Regions from separate parts of the Mus musculus genome. Here region 1 is linked to region 2. The links are chromatin contacts, called in public promoter capture Hi-C maps. All regions are on one chromosome and are shown on one strand. Each heading gives the region's core, a stretch centred on a gene start, on an enhancer-like site or on the middle of the called end of the contact. The rest is flanking DNA. Distances are from core to core; before and after follow the strand shown.

Evidence for each region. Promoter capture Hi-C pulls out the DNA fragments that hold promoters and counts their contacts.
Region 1: a promoter capture Hi-C map of pre-B cells shows a contact between it and region 2. The contact joins the promoter of Macir here to the promoter of Pask in region 2. A contact is called at or near these places in 2 of 39 promoter capture datasets (cranial neural crest and pre-B cells).

What each region holds. Positions count from the first base shown.
Region 1 is chr1:97,660,744-97,665,836 of GRCm38.p6, reverse strand. Macir (macrophage immunometabolism regulator) reads left to right here and starts at 3,819. Exons shown (of 3, transcript NM_133825.3): 1 at 3,819-4,006.
Region 2 is chr1:93,340,275-93,345,358 of GRCm38.p6, reverse strand. Pask (PAS domain containing serine/threonine kinase) reads left to right here and starts at 2,571. Exons shown (of 18, transcript NM_080850.2): 1 at 2,571-2,833. It overlaps Ppp1r7 (protein phosphatase 1, regulatory subunit 7), which reads right to left and starts at 1,731. Exons shown (of 10, transcript NM_023200.3): 1 at 1,648-1,731. The coding sequence starts at 1,699.

The sequences.
Region 1 (5,093 bases), core at 2,570-5,069, 4.3 Mb before region 2:
TTATGCGTTTAGCAAATTGTATCTTATATCTTGGGCATCCTAAGTTTTGGGCTAATATCCACTTATCAGTGAGTACATATTGGGTGAGTTCCTTTGTGATTGGGTTACCTCACTCATGATGATGCCCTCCAGGTCCATCCATTTGCCTAGGAATTTCATAAATTCATTCTTTTTAATAGCTGAGTAGTACTCCATTGTGTAAATGTACCACATTTTCTGTATCCATTCCTCTGTTGAGGGGCATCTGGGTTCTTTCCAGCTTCTGGCTATTATAAATAAGGCTGCTATGAACATAGTGGAGCATGTGTCCTTCATACTGGTTGGGACATCTTCTTGATATATGCCCAGGAGAGGTATTGCTGAATCCTCCGGTAGTACTATGTCCAATTTAATTACAATATGGATAATATGTTGAAGCCTTAGTCCCTGCCCCCAACATACACTTTGGACTTATCCTCATGTGACAGTGAATAGAGGCATTGCCTTCAGGATATTTCTTCTTATGGTCTGTAGTTGCCCAAAGCCTGTATCCCAGAAACCAAAGAGTAGGTTGGCAGAGCAACTGGAAAGACAGAAAGAAGAAGAAGAAGGTCTTTCCTGAGAGGTTTCCCTGTAGCTGGAATGGAGGACATGAGAGCAGCAGTTCCGGGATGCTGCAGCCTGAGGCCCAGCTCTAAGGACACCTCAGGGTCCTAAAGATGAATTACTGAGGATGTGAAATGCTCAGCAAAATGGCCCCACATCTCAATATTGCTTTGGCTTTAAGTAGTGAAGAGAAGGAAAGAGCCAGGCACGGTGGCACACATCTTTAATCTCAGCAGTTGGGAGGCAGAGACAAAAGGGTCTCTGTAAGCTAGTTGGAAGGCAGCCTGTTCTACATAACGAGCTCCAGGCCAGCCAGGACTAAATAAAGAGACCCTGTCTCAAACAACAACAACAACAACAACAACAACAACAACAACAACAACAACAACAACAAACTAAACAAAGAAATGAAGAGTGGAAAGGACCTGAAAGGAAGGGATCATATATTTAAGGCAGGGCCATCCCATTTATGGACATGCACACTGTGATACATGGCTGTAAGTGGCAGTTCTGGAAAGGACCAGGGAAATGAGTGATTGATAAGGGATGCCTGTGAGCATCGGGGCAGGAGGAGAGCAGATTCTGTGGTACACTTCCCTTTCTCCTTGCCACAGATGCCTCCTCTGCAGTTATCTTCTGCTGCCGTGGAGCCTGCTTCCACAAGACTGGTTTTGCCCCCTGATCCCAGGAGCCTCCACCTTCATTTTCCAGGTAGGGACTGTGGAGTGGTATCTCAGCCCCTTCACTGTGGGAGACCTCTACTTGGCATCTGAGATCTCTGCTGCATTCAGTTAAGGTGTTGGTAGACATAGCCATGGCCTGTACTTTTTTATGGCACCCTGCTGGAAACAAGGTTTTTGGTTTTCTGTTTTTTTAAAAAAGTCGATGTGTTATTTCTTGCATACCTACCATTGTAGTTTCAGGTGTGATCTTTTTTTTTTTTTTAAGTTCACTTATCCTGTTCTTTCAATCTGGCTGTTTGCTAAGTGGTAATCCATCAATGAATAATTCTTCCCAGACAAGTGACATTTGAGAAGTGATTTTATTTTTTTGGGGGGGTGGGGGGGGAGGAAGGATATTTCAAGGCCAAGATATAACCACAGAGGTGACATTTGAGATAGAGCACCTGAGCTCTAGGTTCTGAAAGGCCTTGTGGATTAGAAGTTCAAGTTAACATTTGGGGCCACTCTTTTTCAAGCATGTTTGTCTGTCCTCTCTCTTGCTCTCTCTCCCCCTTTTTTCCTTTTCTTTCTCTCTCTCTTTTCTTTCTTTCTTTCTTTCTTTCTTTCTTTCTTTCTTTCTTTCTTTCTTTCTTTCTTTCTTCTTTCTTCTTTCCTCTCTCTCTCTCTCTCTCTCTCTCTCTCTCTCTCTCTCTCTCTCCTCCCTCCCTCCCTCCCTCCCTCCCTCCCTCCCTCCCTCCCTCCCTCCCTTCCTTCCTTCCTTCCTTCCTGGATTAACTTTTTCTTAATGGAACATCCAGAAAGCTCGCAAAGTGTTTCCATCTTGCTTTCTTCTTTCATAGGCACACAGCTACCATCCTGAGCGGCCCCACATATTCTAAATATGATAGTCTCTAGACATAACCATCATGAACCACATATAAAACCATGCTGGCCTAGTGAATTAGTTTAGGTATTCATTGTGACACTGGAGAACTAACCTAACTTTTGATTGGATGAAGAGTCTCAGAGGTGGGAACCTAGAGTGGGAGACAGCTGGAGACAAGGCTAGCTTTCAGCCTAATGAACGGAGAGACTAGTCGGAACTTTATTGCTTCTGGCCAAAGAACATTGCTAAAATTTCAGAACAAAGGCCAAGTTACAAGGTGTTCTCTTAAAAAAATTATGAGTTCAGACAAAATGAAACTAAGCTTCTTGAAATAATTTGTAATGTTTCCGAGGTAGTTTTATAAGAACGAACATCAGAATACACTGCTGTGATAAATGTTCAAATCTGAAAATACTTGGAGCATCTTCTACTAAGGTACCCATGGTGGTGGGGCGGGGAGGGGGGGGCACAAAACAACTGAACAAATAAATATAAAACAAAATTTAATCACTTGAGCATTCAATACCTGTACAGTGTACTAGGGTCTATCTATATTTGATAAGTTACATGAATATCATGTTGGGGAAGAGTAACTGAGAACATTCATGAATCTGGCCTCTTCCTTCCTTTTTCTGATACTTACATCAGAGCATATGAGAAGCAATTGAGTAAGTGTCCTTCAGTTGCAGAGAAACCAGAAGCCACATCTTGGAGCCAGAGTGTATTTATTAACCTTGGTAATTTGGGGGACATATATAGACTCTGGAACATGAACTATTTGCTTTAAGTTTGTATTAGTCTAGATGAAATGTATGACTTTATGTTCAGATAAAGCACCGTTTAAAAGGCCACACAATGCAGGAACCTGAATTTAAATTTATAAATACACAAACAGCTCAGCTATATGAAAGGTCTGTGACTTCAAGGATGTAACTCATGTTTTCTGTCTTAAAAATGTGGACTAGCACAGTTGAGAGCTGCAAACTTGGGAATGTGCGTCAAAAGGGTTGGCACCTAGAGCTAAATAAATATCAGCAAATATTTGTAATGCTGCATTGACCACTTCGGCAGGGGAGTGGCATATGGACTGAGAAAAGAAAATCTTGTTGGGATGGCACCTCATCCCTGTAATCCCAGCGCTCTGGAGACTAAGGCAGAACGGTTCTCCGGAGCTTAAGTCCGGCCTTGGGTACAGAGTGAGACCTTGTAAAGACAGAACAGGAAGGAAGCTAGAAAGGAAAAGAGAAGAGAAACAAGTGACTCAGAATTTAGTCTTCACCCCGCCCCCATATTTAGTTGTTGACATTTATTATTATTATTATTTATTATTATAGTATAATTTTAACTTCATGGGCTTCTGCTCTTCTCAACTTCTGATCAGCAGAAACTCAAAAATCACAGCCATCCCCACAGAGTTTAGCACACCGCTCTGTGGGAGCGGCCCGCATTGTCAGGCCTGTGAGCTGCGGCTCCCCGGAGGGTGCGGCGGACTTTGGTCCGGGAGCAGTGTGGCATCACGCCGCCGCCTCCCGTCCCCGCAACAGCCTCCGGTTCTGCGCTCTCACGCCGCCGGCCCAGCCGCCCGCCCAGCCGAGCGTGCGAGCCTGGCGCAGGAGGCGGGCTCTGCGCTTCCCGGCCTCGCCTCCGCAGCCCGCGGGAGGAGGCGGGAAGGCGGGCGGAGGCGGGGGAGGAGGCGGGACTACGGCGGGCCGTAGCTGGCGCCGAGCGCGGTGGGAGAGCAGCGGGTACCCGGCTGGCTCCGCTGGCGGCCTCTGCCCACACCTCGGCGCCGCAGCCCCGCGCCTCGCCCGCCCTTGGCTTCGGGGTCTGCGGCTGCCGGCCATAGAGGAACCGGCGGAACCCTGGACGACCGGTACGTTGGACGGGGAGCGCCACTCCTCCTGCAACCTTTTGTGCTGCAGAGGTGGTGGCGGGGATGGGTGGGGTACGCGCGTGAGTGTGGGTGCCCCAGTCAGCGAGCCACTGTGCCAGCCCCAGGCACGGCGCCGCCCCTTCCTCCTCGCCTCGTGTCCCGGCCGGGCGCGCGGTGTGTGCGCAGCGCAGGGAAGCCCCGGGCCGCGCCGGCCTCCGCGATGGCTGATGGCTCGGTGACACCGGGGCTGCGAGCGGCGCTGGTCCCTGAGCCTTGGTGCGAATGGCTGGCGTGGTGGTGGGGGGACTGGAGCCTGGGGTGGGGCCCGAGCGGGGTGCGAGAGCCCGCAGCTTCCTGGCACAGGGGTGGGGCCGGCGACGCGGGAGTGTGCGGCGCGGGTGAGTGTGCGGGGGCGTGCGCCCCGTGCGCGCGCGGCGAGCGAGCGAGCGAGCGGACGGACCGGCGGGCGGGCGGGCGTGCGCTCGCCGCCGACATGCGGTGCGGGGACTCTGCGACCCGGAGCGACGCTCCCGCGGTGCCAAGGTGCGGAAGTCTGAGCGCGTCGGCGCGCGCCAGCTAGGCGGCTCGCCCTACCCGCAGCGCCAGGCGGCAGGCCCGGCGGAGGCCCATTGAGAAGTAACGCTCGCCCGGCTTGCCGCGCCTCTGGCCCCAACGGTGTACAAGCCGCGGCTGCGGGCTACAGATAGCGGCGGGAGACAGCCCCTGGCGACCTTATCTCGGCCACCAGTGCGCGCTGCACCCCGCGGGCGAGGCCGAGGCCGGTGCGGCGGCTGGTGACGGACAGACGGACCGGCGGTGGCGGAGGAGCGCCTGTGGACTGGGGAATCGCGGCCGGGCGCTGGCCAGAAACTAAGGCGGCAGATGTCTCGGGCACCGCCACCCTCGCCCCACCTGTCGCTGGTGGACTTTGGGGCGGGTGGGAAGCCTAGGAAAGGGCGCCTGGCAGCGGCCGGCGCTCAGACCTTGAGAAGCGGCCCATTGTGAAGCTGCCAAAGTCGCTCTAGTGGTGGAATCTGCAAATCTCGGCCAGGAAGGAACCCAGTTCGCGAAGGGAAGGACAGCCGCG
Region 2 (5,084 bases), core at 1,322-3,821:
CTGTGATCTAGAGTTAGGAAAACTAGGTTCTGTGTTACAGTCTCTGTATCTCCCCCTGTGCCTCTATCCTCAGGGCAGTAGAGAGGTTCCAGAGCCTGCGACACTGTGCAAGAATGTGACTACAAGGCTCTAGGTAGAATAGGCTAGCAAAAGGCAATGAAATCTATCAAGACGAGGAAGGTTTGAGTTAAGGCATTAGCAGTGATAGAGAAGGTGGCAAAACATGCTCAGCCTGGTCTACACAGGCCAGCCACGGAAATGGCAAGAACCTGTCTTAAAAGACAAAAGAAAGGCATTACAACGACAAATCCAACCCAACCCAAACCAAGCCACACAAAAACGCCACAAAAAAAAAAAAAAAAAAAAAAAAAAAAAAAAAAACTCCAAAAAGACATAGGCCATAGAAACCTAAGTGTCAGCTGGTAATGACATGTGTGGGGGTGGACGAGAGAAACAGCTTGGCTTGTGTATTTGCCCTTTAGTGAGGAAGGAGGGGAGAGGTGTATTGGAGGAGGAAAGAGGGGGCTAGGAAGAAACATTTCCTCCTTAAGAAAGATTCAAAGGTTAGAAACAAAAGACCTCTAGCACGACTCCTTCAAGTCTCTCTAAGAGCGTTCCTTGTTGGCTCTTCTCAACCCCCATTGCATGACTGCTAATTTAGGTCACCTTTCCATACTCCTTTGCTTCTGACTGGTTTTCCTTTCTCCAGAATGATACTGGTCCTCCCCACTGGACCCCAGTCTGGATGACATCTAGTGAGTTTTCAGGGCCCATCTCAGGGCAGCCCCACTGCTCTCAAACTCACTGGTCTTTTCTTCCACATCTCTGCCCCTTGCTCTGCAACCTTCTTCCCTAGTACTCCTCCCAGAAAAGTGAGTGACCTTCCAAAAGTGAATAATCCTCACCAAAATAGTGGAGTCTTTCAAAGACATTTAAGATTTGCCTAATGCTACAATGGGTAGGGTTAAGTACATGTACATATGTACAAGTCTGTTCGTATACACTAACACACATATATGCACGCATGTAATGACCATGTATCTACACAACTGTATACAAAAGCATGCACACGTGTAACATATATGTATGTTACATATGTATATGACATAATCCAACACAAGGAAAAAAAGGAAGAAAGTTGAATATAGACTAGACTGCATGCCTAGAAAACAAGACAACGCCTTGTAAACTCAATTTCCGGAGCTCCTTTTTATCCATCTCTCTGCCACAACCCATTCGCTTCAAAGCAGACTTTTCCATTCATGCCGCGTGAACAAACTGGACTTCGTAGATTCCCCACGCCTGAAGCCTCAGTTTCCCAGTGAGCTGACGGAGGACGGTTCCCTGCCCCCTCGCCTGTCAACTTCGGAGCTTTAAGACTAGGTTCCTATAGCCACGGCTTCCTTGCCAATCTCCCTGGGCGGGCTCGCGCCACGTTTTTCCCCAGGGTCTTGTCTTTCTGGCCGCTACCGCCCTCGGGACGGGACTCCCGGGCTCCGAGCCTCCCTGGCTGTCCAGCCATATTGGCAGCTGTCAGAGCTCTGTGGCTGTGGCCGGAGGCTGGAGGCCGAATTCCGATCCCGCAAGAGGCCGTGACCGCCCAGCCCGAAGCTCGCCGCTCCCCGGTCACCCACAGGGGCCGCTCACCCTCCATCATCTCCTGCGACTGTTGCTGCCCCGCGCCGCGCTCTGCCGCCATATTGGCTGCTCTTTCCCTTTCCGGAATCTGTCGCCTTAGGCCATGGGCCAATCAGGATTCCAGGTCCAATAGGCCAGCCAATGGAACAAAGTATAGAAGCGCGAGCTGACAATGCTTGCGCGGGCGCAGTGTTTCATGGGGATTGTAGTTCCCACAGGCTCCGGCTCCACCTGGGTTAGGGGTTTGATGAATGAGTAGAGTCTAGGCGAGCACGAAGAAAGCAGACATCCCGGAAAGTCTTTAGGCAGCATGGGAGACACTTCAAGCTTGCGGATTCGCTCAAGTCACTATGCCAACTTCGGAGGCGTAGAGGTACTGCGGACAGGAGAGTTCTACAGGCCACAGGTGAAGCCGACTAGACTTGCACCCCCGACTTCGGGAGCCTCACTTCACGGTGAGCCGGTAGGCGAGGGAAACCAGTTTATTCTGCGCCTGCGTGCTGATACACTGGTGCCACAGGCCACCTTTAGGGGATGCTTGGAGAAGGCGGGAGGGGCCGCGGTCCGGTCCTGGGGCTCACGTTTGCGGCCTCCAGCCCACGGCGAGCCACTGTGTCGTCCGCTTCTCACTGTCCTCGCCTTGGAAAGGTGGCCGTCGTAAGAAGGGCTGCACGTCGCTCACCGTCCTCGGTTCTCCCGTAAGAGTAAACTGCAGTCACTTGGAGTGGGGCGTGGAGGGGGGGGAAAGGCGCGAAGAAATCGGGTCTTTTGGCTCCTCCGAGGCTCTGTAGTGGGTGTCCGGTGCGTCCCTAGCAACTGTTTGCGCGCGCTCAGCTGCTTGCTTTCACTGAGGTCCGCCCATCAGGGTGTCTGGTTGGTTCTTGGTCCCTTGTTATGCTGCCTAAGTCGTTCTGCGATTGGTCGGTGGGCCAGAAGCGCGCGGATCTTCACGTTGTGAATCCGACTGAGACTTGCGCCAGCCTGGGGTGAGACACCAGCCTTCGAAAAACCTCCGGGTGGCGGCGAGTGTTAGTTACGCATTGTCGTGGAGTGGCTCTGGCCCTTTCCTCGCGCGCCCGCACTCCCTCCGCCCAGCCCCGGCCCCAGAGTGGTGGCGGGTTCTGGCCGTTTGACCCGCGCTCAAGAGCCGCCAGCGCCCGAAAGCCTCTGATTGAACTGGAAGCTTTGCTTTAAGGTTAGACTAGCGGGCCAGTGAGCTCTGGGGAGTCACTTATCTTCACCCCCTAATTTCGGGATTACAGTTATGTGTAGCCACGTCTGGCTTTTTATGTGGTTAAAGATTTAAACGCAAGTCCTCATGCTTGCATAGAAAAAAACTTTTAACAAAGGGAGCCGCCCAGTTCCTGTAATTACTTTTAAGATAAAAATTTGTAGCATTAACAATTTAGTTTGAAGAATGGTATTTTTTATATAAATTAAGATCTCATATCAATATATTCTGAGGTCATACAAGGTCTAAAAAAACAGTAAGGTTTTGTGACTTTGGCAGTGTATTTAGAAGCCATAATTACATGTCCTAACTTTGTCAATAGGTTGGTTTTAAAAGTAGAAAAACCACGGTATGATCGTATCATTGTTTGCTGTAACAGTAATTAGTGCATTTAGATACCTAGAGAAGATGCCTGTACATCTTTCACATTAAAACACTCTACTTGAAAACTGCTATCTAACACCTACTCATCTTTATTTTGTTTGAGTCTGGTGGTGTCACATATAGCCTTGAACACTGTCGCTACTCATCTCTTATTTCATAATGAGTTGTTGCTTTTTAGGATCACATACTGAGTGCATGTGCCTGTGTATGTAATATGCAGAATAGTGAAGGCAAATAGTCATACTTTATCAGTCAGTGGTGGAAGGTTTGCCCAATAGGTGACTAGCTCTGGGTTTAATACCCACCTTCACACAAAAATACCAATTGTCAGGCTGATGGTGTCTTCCTCTCTTCCCAGCACTTCCAACGACTCTGGAGACCTTGCCTCAAAAACAAAACAAAACAAAAAACAAAACAAACCCCAAAAGGAAACAAAGCCCTACAGTTTGGGCCCAGCATTATGGCTCAGTGGGTAAAGGCACTTGCTGCCAAGGTCTGACAATTTTGGACCCACATGGGTAGAAAGAGAGAAGTGACTCCTGAAAGTTGTTTTCTGTCATCCATGGTTGTGCTTTCTCTCTTTCTCTTTCTCTCTCTCTCTCACACACACACTCCCACAATGTAATAAAAATGCATGAAAAAGTCATGCATTATAATGAAAATAAAATGAGGTTGTAAGATGGCTCAGCAGTTAAAAGCTGTTGCAGTTTTATAGAAGACCTGGGTTCTGTTCCTAGCACCTACATGGTGGTGTCTGTAACTTCCGTTTCAGGGCATCTGGTGGCCTCTTCTGAGTTCTTCAGGCTCCTGCATGCACACAGTGCCCATACATACACAGGCACATGCATGTGCTTACACACACACATACACATATTAAAACAAACACATTTAAACCCATTAACTAACTTAGGAAGTAAGAGACTGTGTCATTTTGCCTCTTAAGTTTAGTGCTCTACCAGACTCCAGGGAATTGTCTGCCTGAAGTATGGGTCTTCAGTCTTGTTGGACTCTTATCCTGTATATTGTATTTTTTAAGCAGTGTATTTAGATTTTATATATATATATATTAATTTAATATATATATATATATATATATATATATATATATATATATATATAAAAGGAATCTTGCTGCAGATAACCTTTTGTATTTTGAAGGTTTTTACTCTATACTGCTAGGATTGGTTCTTGTACACAATTCCTTTGTTCTTACTGATGATTGTATCAGAGCTTTCTTCTTGATGAGTATTTAAATTGTTTTTTCTTTTGGACTGTTTTCCCTCTTTCCTTCCTTCTCTCTTCTTCTTGCCTCCCTGGCTTTCTACCTGTCTAGTTTCCTAGCCTTTACTGTTTTGAACCGTGCTGGCCTGGAATGATCCTTGTGCATCTTAGTATTTATGTGTGTGGATTTCTGTAGACTGGTCCCTGCAGTGTAGCCTCTCTGGAAGGTGGCTTTTCTTTTCAGTTGGTTTGAAGAGAGTGTATTTAATAACTTTGAACCTGTATTTCACGTTCTTTGCTTCTGAGATTACTAGAACATAATGGTTTTATAGAGTTGGGGTCACAGTGGCTCTTCTAGAGTCCCTGACTGTTTTGGGGTTGTAGGATAGCTCACCTCTGATTTAAGTTCATGTCGCTTTTACCTTTTGGAAGTTCTCCTCCTTCACATGTCTCGGAGCTATACAGAATGACATTCCTGGTGAGCACTGGTTGTTACAAAGCACATGGATTGCCCAGACCGTGGTCCTAGCTGTGGCTTTTTCTTATTTGCAGGACCAAAATACACTTACTTATATTTGAATTTTGTGGTTATTCTGTGCGTCTACGGTTT